Linked DNA regions of Mus musculus: region 1 is linked to region 2. A link is a contact called in public promoter capture Hi-C data. All regions are on one chromosome and are shown on one strand. Each heading gives the region's core, a stretch centred on a gene start, on an enhancer-like site or on the middle of the called end of the contact. The rest is flanking DNA. Distances are from core to core; before and after follow the strand shown. Region 1 holds the start of Slc45a4 (solute carrier family 45, member 4). Region 2 holds the start of Chrac1 (chromatin accessibility complex 1).

Region 1 (5,809 bases), core at 729-3,228, 530 kb after region 2:
CAGACCTTCCCTAAGTCCTGCTGCTGTTCACAGCCCTGCCACTCAGTTCCTGCTCACTCCAGATTCCTTCCAGGTGGGCAGCAGTGGGGCAGGCCTTGCTGCCAGAGCAGCAGTCAGCCATTGAAGACAAGTCTGCAGGAGGGCAAACCAGGAGGTGTGAGAGTGAGACTGCACTCTGGGGCCTTTGTCAGCTATCCTAGGAGACACTTAGGGCTTTGGCTGCTCAGTTTTCTGCCACTGAGGACAGAGTTGCAGGGATGGCTGGCAGCACACCAGAGAACTGGTGTGACGTCTTCCACAGGAAGTCTAGGGCAGATCATACAACTTGAGCATGTCCTGTGTGGATGCTACAGGTCAGAGCTAGGATGCTTTCACACAGACCTTACCAATACAAACCCACTTTAACATGGATCCAAAGGATGATTTGTCAACTGCCTTTCAAGGGCACATTCAGCACCATGCTGACCTCTGACCACAACATTCTTACAAACAAACTGCAGGAAAGCCAGAACGAAGAACACCAAGGCCTGCCCCATGGCAGGGGGCCCAGGCAGAACACGAGAGAGGCAGGCCAGAGCTGTAGGGGCAAGGACAGCCCTGGCCTTCTCCTTGAGGCACACTATGGACGGAAAGTTAGCCACAGCTGGCAAGGCTGCCTGGTGTCTATAAAAGCGTTCCTCCCAGGAGATGGCTGGAAACAGACACTCTAAGATACTTTCATTCTTTTCCTTATTTGCCGTTCTGAAAAATAAGTTGTTCTTCCCTACTCCGAAATGGAATAGGGTCAAAATCTTCCACAGTCAACAGCAACCCAAAGAAAAGAGCACCAGATCCAAGATATTTCCAGTTTGGCAAGTGGCCCAAGGTAAGTAACTCTATGCTGTTTACTTGGTTCGAATAGAATTCGCCTGGGGATAAAAACCTAATCCCTTAACCAGTCAGCCTGTGTCCCTTAGTCCTGCAGACAGAGGCTGAGGCACTTTTCATCTCCTCTTCATCTCAATGTTCCTCTGTCTCCGTGGTGCCCACCACCTAGAAACGTCCACTCCAGGCCCACTGTGGTGTGTAGAGCCTGCATGCTCCCACACAACTAAGTGATCTATCAATGTGTGCAGAGGGATAGCTAGCAGAGGCCTGTGCAGAAGGGCCTCTGAAGCTCACAACAAAGCTCAGGGTCCACCTGTTCCAAAAGGATAGCCATCTCAGGACTGGGCCCCCCTGGGCCTCCCTCACCTTTCAAAGATGCTCCAATAACTCCTCCCTCCTTTGCTATATAGGGCTATCACTATGGACTCTTCACACTACCAGTAAAGTGAGTCATGCATGGCAACAAGAAAGGCCTCTCCAAGGAGCCATACACAGATTAGGTGCCCCAATGCAGAGATGAGCATTGGCCCTCCTCCAAAGCCAGAGCCTATCCCCCATGCGCAGAGATCTGCAGGGTACTTCTAGGTATACAGTCTGCAGAGTAGTCTTTGGTAACGCCTGTGTGAGCTGCATCCCACTGAGGCATAAGCCACTGCCTCCATTACACACTGCTTCTCCAGGACACACACCTACCTGTTATATAAGCAGTGCTCAGGCGCACAGGCCAACAGAAGACACAAGGAAACTGCAGCACATACAGCACGGGACTCACTCCTAAGGCAGGGAACACAGCTAAACAGGCTGTGGTCAAGGAACAATCTCTGCAGCTGCCCCAAGTGTCTGCTCTTCTCAGCCAGGACATTTAAAGCATTAAATTTTCAGTCTTCTCACCAAAAACCCTCTAAAGGCCAAATGACAAGCTTCAGCAAGGGTTCGCAGTGCACCTCCACATTCCCAGGGCCAGGGAGCGGGCTCCCATCCCATGGTTTCTATTCCAGACATGGCCTCCAGGAGTTGGGACAGATCATCAGCAAGGGCAGAGGTAAAGGACAGAGATCCAGTGGATCTTCTGTAGCTGAATACACAGTTGGCTAAGGTGTCCACTACACACTGGGGGAGTCTAAATCAATTTCTAACTAAAGATCAAGTTGTGGACAGTACCTAGAGTCACAAAGGCATAAGGGGAGATTCCTAATTCCAACAAGAGGCAGCCCACTATGACACCACTGTGCCAGATGCCCACATCTCTGCTACCACCTCCAGCCTCTAGGAGGACAGGTCAGAACTCAGCTTCTCTTCTTCCCAATTTCTGCTGGAACTGATGACAAGGGAACAATAAATGACTCGGTTTGGTGAGTGTTCTGAAAAGCCATGACCCTCAGCATCAGAGGACCTCTAATGGGGCTCCAACCTTGTCCTTAGACACTTGGTCCGAGAGGTAGCCTCAAGTGCAGGCATTTAAAGCAGATCAAGGTAGGAAGTGGTCATTGTACAAGCCCACAAACACATGCAGACCCTTAAAAGATTCAGGGGCGGGAAGGGCATGACAGCACACACCCATATTTCCAGCACTTGGAGAATCCCACGGGTTCTAGAACAATGTGACTTACAGTGAGTTCCAGGACCACATAGGTTAGGAAGAGATCCTGTCTAAAAACCCAACATAGGCCTGGAGAGATGGCTCAGCAGTTAGGAACACTTGCAGAGGACCCAGGTTTGTTCTTAGCACCCACATCAGGCGATACACAACCGCTTGTAAATCCATTTAAGGGGATCCTGGCCTCCATAGATGCAGAACTCTGTTTAACTAGATTGCCCAGTAGTGGTGGCACAGGCCTTTTAATCCCATCACTCAGAAGGCAGAGGCAGGCAGATCTGAGGTCCAGGACAGCCAGGGCTACCTACACACAGAAACCTTTTCTCAAAAAAATCCAAATTAGAAAATAAATTAAACTAGGGGCTGGAGAGCTGGCTCAGTGGTTAAGAGCACTTGTTGTTCTTGCAGAGGACCCGGGTCGGACTCCCAGTATCTGTGTTAGAGGCTCACTGTCTCCTTGAGCACCAGACATACATGTGGTGCACAGGGGTACACACAGGAAAATACTCATACACATAAAAAATAATATTCCTTTGGTCTTAGCTGCCCTAGGAATACAGGTGTGTGCTATCATACCCAACTTATTCAAACTATTTTCAATCTAGAAAATAAAAGTACTAGCCAATTAACCCTTATTTTTCAAAAGCCACAGAAACACCCAGGACCTGTATTGGCTCCTGGTCCCTGCAAAAAGGCCAGAGCCCATGGGGAAGAGAAGGGTTGGAGTCACCCACTGTGGCCTTCCCCAACACGAACCTCAACCATTCTCTGCAAACCTACTACACCTCAGGTGGAAGCCACCAAATGAATTATCAGTGCAGTGTCAACTGGAAACATCCCAGTGTCTCCATGGTTTGCCCTGCTCAAGTTGGATTCCATCCCTGACTATTGAGAAACTTAGCAACGGCTTGAGCAGAGCAGGATCCTAAGAACAGCATGGGCTCCAGCAGGTCAGACAATCTCCTCAGACAGCAGGACATCTTGCCAGAAGAGAGCAAGAACCACCCACTAAGGCGAGGCCCAGGAGAAGGACCCACACTGTAAACTCTCAGTGCACCTCACTTTTTCCTCCAAAGAAGTTTAGGGAGAGTACATGGTCGCACCTCAGCAATCTTCCCAGGCAGTGCTGTTTCACAGCCCCAACCCTGCTGACAGGTGAGTTCACCTGGTCCTGAAAGTCACCAACCAAGGCAGATCAGATCTCACTACCTGTCCCCAGGTCAGGTGGCCACAGGCATTAACCCTTTAGGACTCCTAGAGGAAGGGAGCGCCCAGAGCTGGACATTAGGCTCCTGACCCAGTTAGCTGAGGTGCCAGTGTGGATAGTCAGTTACAACAAAAATACAAATTATCTGCATGATTATAAACAGAATATATTCTTTCAGATAGCTACCAAACCTAAAAATAAATAAATGGGAAAAGCAGCAGACTGTCCCGGCCAGTGCTGTAATCCTGACACTTGGGAGGCTGAAGCAGGAGGAATGCACTGAAATCAAAGTTGGCCTGGGCTATGGAAAAGTCAGTTGTAGGACATCCTGGGTTATACCACAAGCCTGTCTCACAGTAAAAAAGGAAGGGACCAGAGAGATGGCTCAGTTGAGGAGACACCTACTGCCATGCCTCAGAACCTGCGTTTGATCCCCAGACCCTGTGATAAAAGAGACCCAACTCCCTTTAACTGTCCCTGACCTCCATATGCCAGTACACACACACACACATTTTTTTTTCTTAAAAGAGTCTATAAAGGCTTTAAAAATTAATGTAAGTTGGGATTCCTAATCCCAGCACTGAGGAGATGAAGGAATTGAAGGCCAGGCTCTTCACTCACATGTAGGTCTCCCTTCAAGCCCTTGCTATTCGACCACCTTCCAATACCTCTTCCACCTCCAGTTTCACTTCCCAGGCAAGCTGACCCATCCTCTGGCAGCCACCTCTCAGCATTGTGAAACCTGGATCTAGCTCCATACTGGAGGGACCCAGTGCCCTAATACGAGTGACAGACAAACAGTACTCACTCTACCTCCCAGCCAGCCATCAAGCCCTGCTCCAGCCCAAAGGAGCCTAGCCTGTCCCTTCTCCTGTGACACATGTCTAGGATCCCCACAGGTCAGAACATCCAGCTATGCCCCACCACAGATCATCAACTCCACAAAATCAAGAAAGCCCTTCCATCCTCAGGCCTCATACCTGTCCTCGAGGGACCTGCAGAGCCCGTGTGTTGGGCTCGTTTTCATTTCCCCGCAGACACTGCTTACTCAACTGTTTCCTGTGGGTGTGCAGCAAGCGGCGCTGAAACTCACAAGGTGTTTCCCATGAACCAACTGCTTTTTTAAAAACTCCATCTATACTAGCTCACTAACCTCCCAGCAACCCCGTGTGGGGAACTCTAACATTAGTCTCATTTTACAGAGAAGAAACTGAAGCAGGAAGGCAAGAGCAGAAAGGTGTCAGAACCCTTCCCCCTCCCTTCCTTCACTCCTGTCCTGTCTGTACCTAGCATCCCCAGAGACCCCAACTTCCCTAGAGGAAGGCAGGGCAGGCTGAGGTGTTCATAACGGATTGGTGCCTGGTGTGCATCACACCCAGTCTAGGGCCTTTGGGAGGAGAACTTCAAGCCCTGAAACATCCAGAAGAGGAAAGAGGGTATGGCTGATGAGGCCTGACCGGCTGCATTCTCCAGGAGCAAAGGCAGAGTGGTCTTCCCCTCCTCCCCTGGTTGTTAGCTGGAGTGACTCAGGGAGAGTTCATGAGCCGGGAGAAGTGATGTGAGAAGGAAAGAAAGGGCCGGCAGTGAAAGAGCCAGGCCCTTCCTCTCCAGGTTCACCAGTGCCAGGAAGCTCGGTCAGCAAGCACCTGTGTACGCCCAGAAGGCAGACAGTTCCACAGTATGGAGGACATTCAAACACACCCAAGCATTCATGAGGAGCTAGACAGATGGAGCACCTGACTCAGGGAAGGTGACCGACACAGCTGGGCAGTCACCTGCACCATATAGGCGCCATTCTTCTAAATACAGAGACTTACGGCAAACTAAGGTTTCTATCAAAGCACTCTCCAACCAGAAGGGAGTGGGTACAATCTCAAAGCAGAGAAAGCTCTTCAGACTGGCACAAAACTCCCAAGACATGGAGAAAAACAAAAAAAAAATAAAAAATAAAAAAGATAACCCAGCCCACATGGAAGCCTCTGGGAATAGGAGGATACAGTACTCTGAACTAAAGTCCAAAGACAAACTGGGACGGCCTTGTTAATGCAAAATGAACTAGTGCTGGCAGCAGCTTCTCCTGAGAGGTTCGCTTTTAGAGGAGGCAACTGAACTATGAGGGGAGCCCTCCTCCACCCCAC
Region 2 (5,149 bases), core at 1,480-3,979:
CTTCAGGAGCCAGGGTGCAGGAAGCAAGAGAGCAAGAAGCAAGAGAGAGAGAAAACGAAACCCCGTCCCTCTTAAGGAGCATTCTCCTTCGCCTCGGACGTGTCACTCCCTGATTGGCTGCAGCCCATCGGCCGAGTTGACGTCACGGGGAAGGCAGAGCACAAGTAGTCATAAGATACCCTTGGCACATGCGCAGATTATTTGTTTACCACTTAGAACACAGCTGTCAGCGCCATCTTGTAACGGCGAATGTGGGCGCGGCTCCCAACATTCCCTCATCCCTGCTCTTTGGGAATTCTCATTTCTCTGAACTCTCTAGACATCTTCCTGATTCCATCTCCTCCCGTCCTGAATCCAAACCCACTCAAAACAAACTGTACAAAAACAATCAGTTAAAGAGACAAGCCAAAACAAAAACCCTTGAGGGGCAATTGCACAGCATTTCTTTAGTTTTCTGGCCATGTCCTGTGCTTGCTGCTGGTTAAAATTTAATTTATAAGGTACCAGGTGGTGATAGGGTCAATGTCACATGCCTTTTAATCCCAGTCTTCAGGAGACAGAGGCAGGTGGATCTCCGTGAGTTCAACACCCGCCTGGTCTAGAGCTAGTTCCAGGACAGCCAAGGCTATGTGAAGAAACCCTGTCTTAGAAAACAACAAAAAAGAAAGAAGACAGATTGCAAAATAGGGAAACTTTATTCAAAGCAAAGCAATACAGATTAGGAGTGTGTGGTCAAGAAAACAGTGGGTCACATCAGTGAAGATACTCAGGGGCCTCACATTATTATTGCCCTAGCTTCAGAGATCTGAAGGGAGGGGAGCTAGTTACTAAGGGGGTATAGTTTGGGTGATTCACTATTTTGACAGATTACAACTTTTCTACCTTACATGCCCTCCAATAATGTTTGATTTTTAACTGCATGCACACCCAGTTGCAACTAGGCAATAAGATGGTAAAATGGGTTTTCCTAAGAGTTCACTTTAAGGACAGTTTGCTTTATTATGCATGCACTCCAAACTAGTTCTGGCTGGCCTCCTTCTCCTTTCATTACTAGAACACAACCAAATAGAATCTAAGTTTATACCAACTAAGTGGAGGAGAAACATTCCAGTGTTCAGAGCGGTGTGTGTTTGTGTGCCAATCCTCCCGTGCATGATGGGGAGAGTGGTACCATAGGCTATTAGTGGCATTGTTCAGAAGTGTGCACAGCCCAAGCCTAGTGGCATCCTAGCTTCCTAAAACAGTCCTATGCTTGTCTGCCTCACTTGGGTGAAAGGAAGCATGTGAAAGGCAGGCAAAACTCATCTTGTCTAACGGCTTTCCTTTGCTGCAGATCTGAGAACAAACATCACTTCTCAGAGGCCAGCTTACCAGTTATGACACTTCCCACTGGAAATGGTATTCTTTCCCCAGACATCTGGGTGAACATAGCCTTATTGAGAGCACGCAGCTAGCTTGCTCACCAACTGTGCCTTCGTGCCTGACACTAACACTGGATATAAGTTCTACATCTATGGTCTCAAACAACCTGGGATACAAAGTATTCAGGAAAAAAAACAAAACAAAACAAAACAAAACCCATCCCTGCTGACTGGACATGTAGAAATCTCTCATCATTGTTCCCTAACAGTCCAGCAACTACTCATATGGCATTCACGAAGCACTTAATCAAGAAGACATGGGTATTGTATGAGAATGTGCCTAGGCGTTATGCAGTTGTCGTCTTTTGTATTTAAGACTTTTCTGTCGGGCGTGGTGGCGCACACACTCCGGAGGCAGAGGCAGGGGGATTTCTGAGTTCGAGGCCAGCCTGGTCTACAAAGTGAGTTCCAGGACAGTCAGGGCCATACAGAGAAACCCTGTCTCAAAAAACCACACACACACACACAAAAAAAAAAAAAAAAAAAAAAAAAAGACTTTTCAGCATGTACAATTTCAGTATGTGTGGGGATCTTAGAACCAATCCCCCAATAGATACTGAGGGACAGTTGTATCTTATGTTTATTGGACTAGGATATACTACGGTAATGACGACACTAAAACCAAACATGATCCAATCTATAAAACCCTGCCGATTTAGTTCCTCCAACTATATTTAGTGCCATCTTAGGAGTTTTTGTTCTCTTCAGACCACATCAACTTTACTCTCCCAAGTTTACTCCACAGCTCATCTAAGCAAAAGTCCACGGTCTCACGGTTTCATCTGCCGTGGAGTCCCACTTTCTGATATTCTTGGACGCTCCCTCCAGACCACTTGATAGGATGTTTCTAATAGTCTTCATTCTAAAGTCATGGCCCATCTTCTTCAACAAGACCTTGTGTGGCCAGGCTGGCTAGAACTCTTGGTGATCCTTTTGGCATTGTGGTGGGATTACAGAAGACTCTAGGACCATTCAGTTCACCTGTCTGCTTAGCAGGCTAATCCCCATACGCCTCAAGAAAGACATGGGTAGTGGCCGCCTTTCCTCCCTATTCCTCTGGCCAAACTGTTGCCATGGTTCGTTTGATTCCCTCCAGAACATGACCTCCTAAGACATCTCTCCAGTTTTTGAAAGGACAAATCTGTGCAGCTCGGGACTGCCCGAGCAAGCACTCGGACGCCTGAGAGCGCTTCTTCCGGGAGACTGCCCCGGCGTTTCCGAGAGGGATTTTCCCGGGCGCCGGCTCCCAGGCTTTCGGGCCACCGCGCTCCACAGCGTCTGCGCAGGCGCGGCCGCGCGAAGCATCACGGGCCGCCCGGGACGGACGCGGAAGATGGCGGACGCGGCCGTGGGGAAGGAAAAGTGCGGGGACCAGCGGCTCGTGTCATTGCCCCTGTCCCGCATCCGAGTCATCATGAAGAGCTCTCCCGAGGTGTCGAGCATCAACCAGGAGGCGCTGGTGCTCACGGCCAAGGCCACGGTGAGCGGCCGGCGGGGCGACGAGAGGGGCGGGCGCGGGCACCAACCGCCCCTCGGGCTCCGCACACACGCGCCTTGGCCTTTGGCTGCCCTGCGGGGGCCGCGCGGCGCCTCTTTCTCTTGCGTCTGCGCGCTACACACCTCCTCCTCCCCTCCCGCGGGCTCAGCTCCGCCCACTGCGCCGCTTTCGCTCTGCAGGATCGTCTGGCTCCCAGCGTCCTCTGCGCCCCGCCTCCCGCGTCACTCCCCGCTGGGCCTCGCGCACGCGTAGTTAAGGGTTCGGCTGCGTGCGCGAGTTGAGGCGGGTCTATGTCGTGCGGGAGGTCGGGCTGACTCTGACTTCCCCCAGGAAGATGCGGGAAGGTTCTCCAAGCTTCCAGGACGGCTTGCAAGGCTGTCTAGGGCTCTTCAGCCCTCAGGACTCTGGAGGTAGTCAGAGTTTACGCAGACATCCGCTGTCACAAGTTAAATTATAACCGCATAGTCCCCTCCCAACACACATCGCTTTGTCTTCTTATTTTGTTCTATATTTCCAGCCATCTCTCAGTATGTTTTCCCTATCCTGGAGCTCTGTAAACCACCAGAATTACCTTGAACTCGAAAGAGATCTGCTTGTCTCAGCCTACCAAGTGTTGCTGGGGTTTAAGGCTTGTGCCACCACACCCTGCCACCTTGGTCTTGGCCCTTCTGAGTACGGCGATTAAAATTTCCTGACCCCACTCCTGGTTTAAAGTTTGGTTTCGATAGTGGTAGGCCGGGAACCTTATTGTTCTGAGACCCAGCCATGACTATTGGCTCTACCTTCTTTTCCAGCCTCTGCTTCTAGAACTTCATTCAGTGCGTGGCATTTTTTTTTTTTTTTTTTTTTTTTTACAATATTTTGGACTAGGGACAAAGGTACAAATCTTGTGACTGCAATAGAGTCAACCTTAAGTAGATCCTGATAAAATAACAATAGTTCCCCAGTATCTTTGGATTGGTCCTCCAAAGCCAAATACAAATCTTAGGATAACAAGCCCCTTTTAGACAGTGGTGTATATTTACATGTAAACTATACATGTCTCATTTCTAAATCATCTTAAGATCATGGTGGTGGCTGGGCAATGGTGGCGCATGACTTTGATCCCAGCACTTGGGAGGCAGAGGCAGGCGGATTTCTGAGTTCAAGGCCAGCCTGGTCTACAGAGTGAGTTCCAGGACAGCCAGGGCTACACAGAGAAACCCTGTCTCAAAAAAAAAAAAAAAAAAAAAAAAAAAAAACAACAACAACAACAACAAAAAAGTAGAACCTATTTAAAAACAAAAAACAAAAAAAAAGGAAAAGATCATGGTGGTCTTCCTCTTATTTCTGTGTGGTGCTAGGATTCACATTTTTTTTGTAAGCTTCATTCTAGTGTTAAGGACCTAATCACTATGCAGACAGTTCTCTGATCACGTACTAGCTGAGATAATACTGAACCCTGGGGAAGGTTCAGTTTTTATTTCTGAGCATTGGGCTCTTGTCAGTTCTGTACCTAGAAGGTATTTGGGCAAAATGAGATGTCATTTTTCAGTCTGAGGTTTTTGATTTTTATTATAGTTATGAGAAAACAAGGGACTGAAATAGACACAGACGCCTGGCACCTTATGTCTGTAATATAGTCCTTTGCAAGCCAGATGTAATTTGGTTGATTGGTTTTCATTTTTCAAGACATAGTTTCTCTGTGTAGATCTGGGTGTCCTGGAACTCTGTAGACCAGGTTAGCCTTTAACTCAGATAGGTCTGCCTCTGCCTCCCAAGTGCTGGGATTAAAGGCATGCACCACCACTGCCTGGCCTTTTACTCCATTTTGTGTAGGCTGGTAACACCCCACCCCTTCCTCCCTTTTAGACAGCAGCTCATTTAGCTCAGACTGGCCTTGAACTTGATATATAGCCATAGCTGCCCTTGCTTCCCTGTGCCTCCTACCTCCACCTGAGTGTTGATATGATAGGTATGGATCACAGCACTCCCTGAAACCACTTGTAAATATTTTTGATACCCCTGTAATCATTTGTAAATATTTATGTTATACACCTAAGCTCAGCTGGGAACTAACTGCCTGCTGCTTCCTTTCTGGTCTTATGTTTCTGTCTCTTGTAAACTGATTTCCTGTCATTTGAATCGAGGAACCAAGATAATCTGAAGTATTAATGGAGTGTTAAGCTTATAAAATGTGCGGTGGGTTTTTGACCGAGCCCTCTCGTTTGATTTTCTTTGTGTTGGTTTA

What was found. Capture Hi-C pulls out chosen DNA fragments and counts their contacts.
Region 1: a contact with region 2 is called in a promoter capture Hi-C map of adipose tissue. The contact joins the promoter of Slc45a4 here to the promoter of Chrac1 in region 2. A contact is called at or near these places in 1 of 115 datasets of contacts at active chromatin or transcription factors (pancreatic cancer cells) and 1 of 9 other capture datasets (adipose tissue).

What each region holds. Positions count from the first base shown.
Region 1 is chr15:73,622,766-73,628,574 of GRCm38.p6, forward strand. It overlaps Slc45a4 (solute carrier family 45, member 4), which reads right to left and starts at 1,979. Exons shown (of 8, transcript NM_001033219.4): 1 at 1,561-1,979.
Region 2 is chr15:73,087,683-73,092,831 of GRCm38.p6, forward strand. It overlaps Chrac1 (chromatin accessibility complex 1), which reads left to right and starts at 2,730. Exons shown (of 3, transcript NM_053068.3): 1 at 2,730-2,901. The coding sequence starts at 2,755.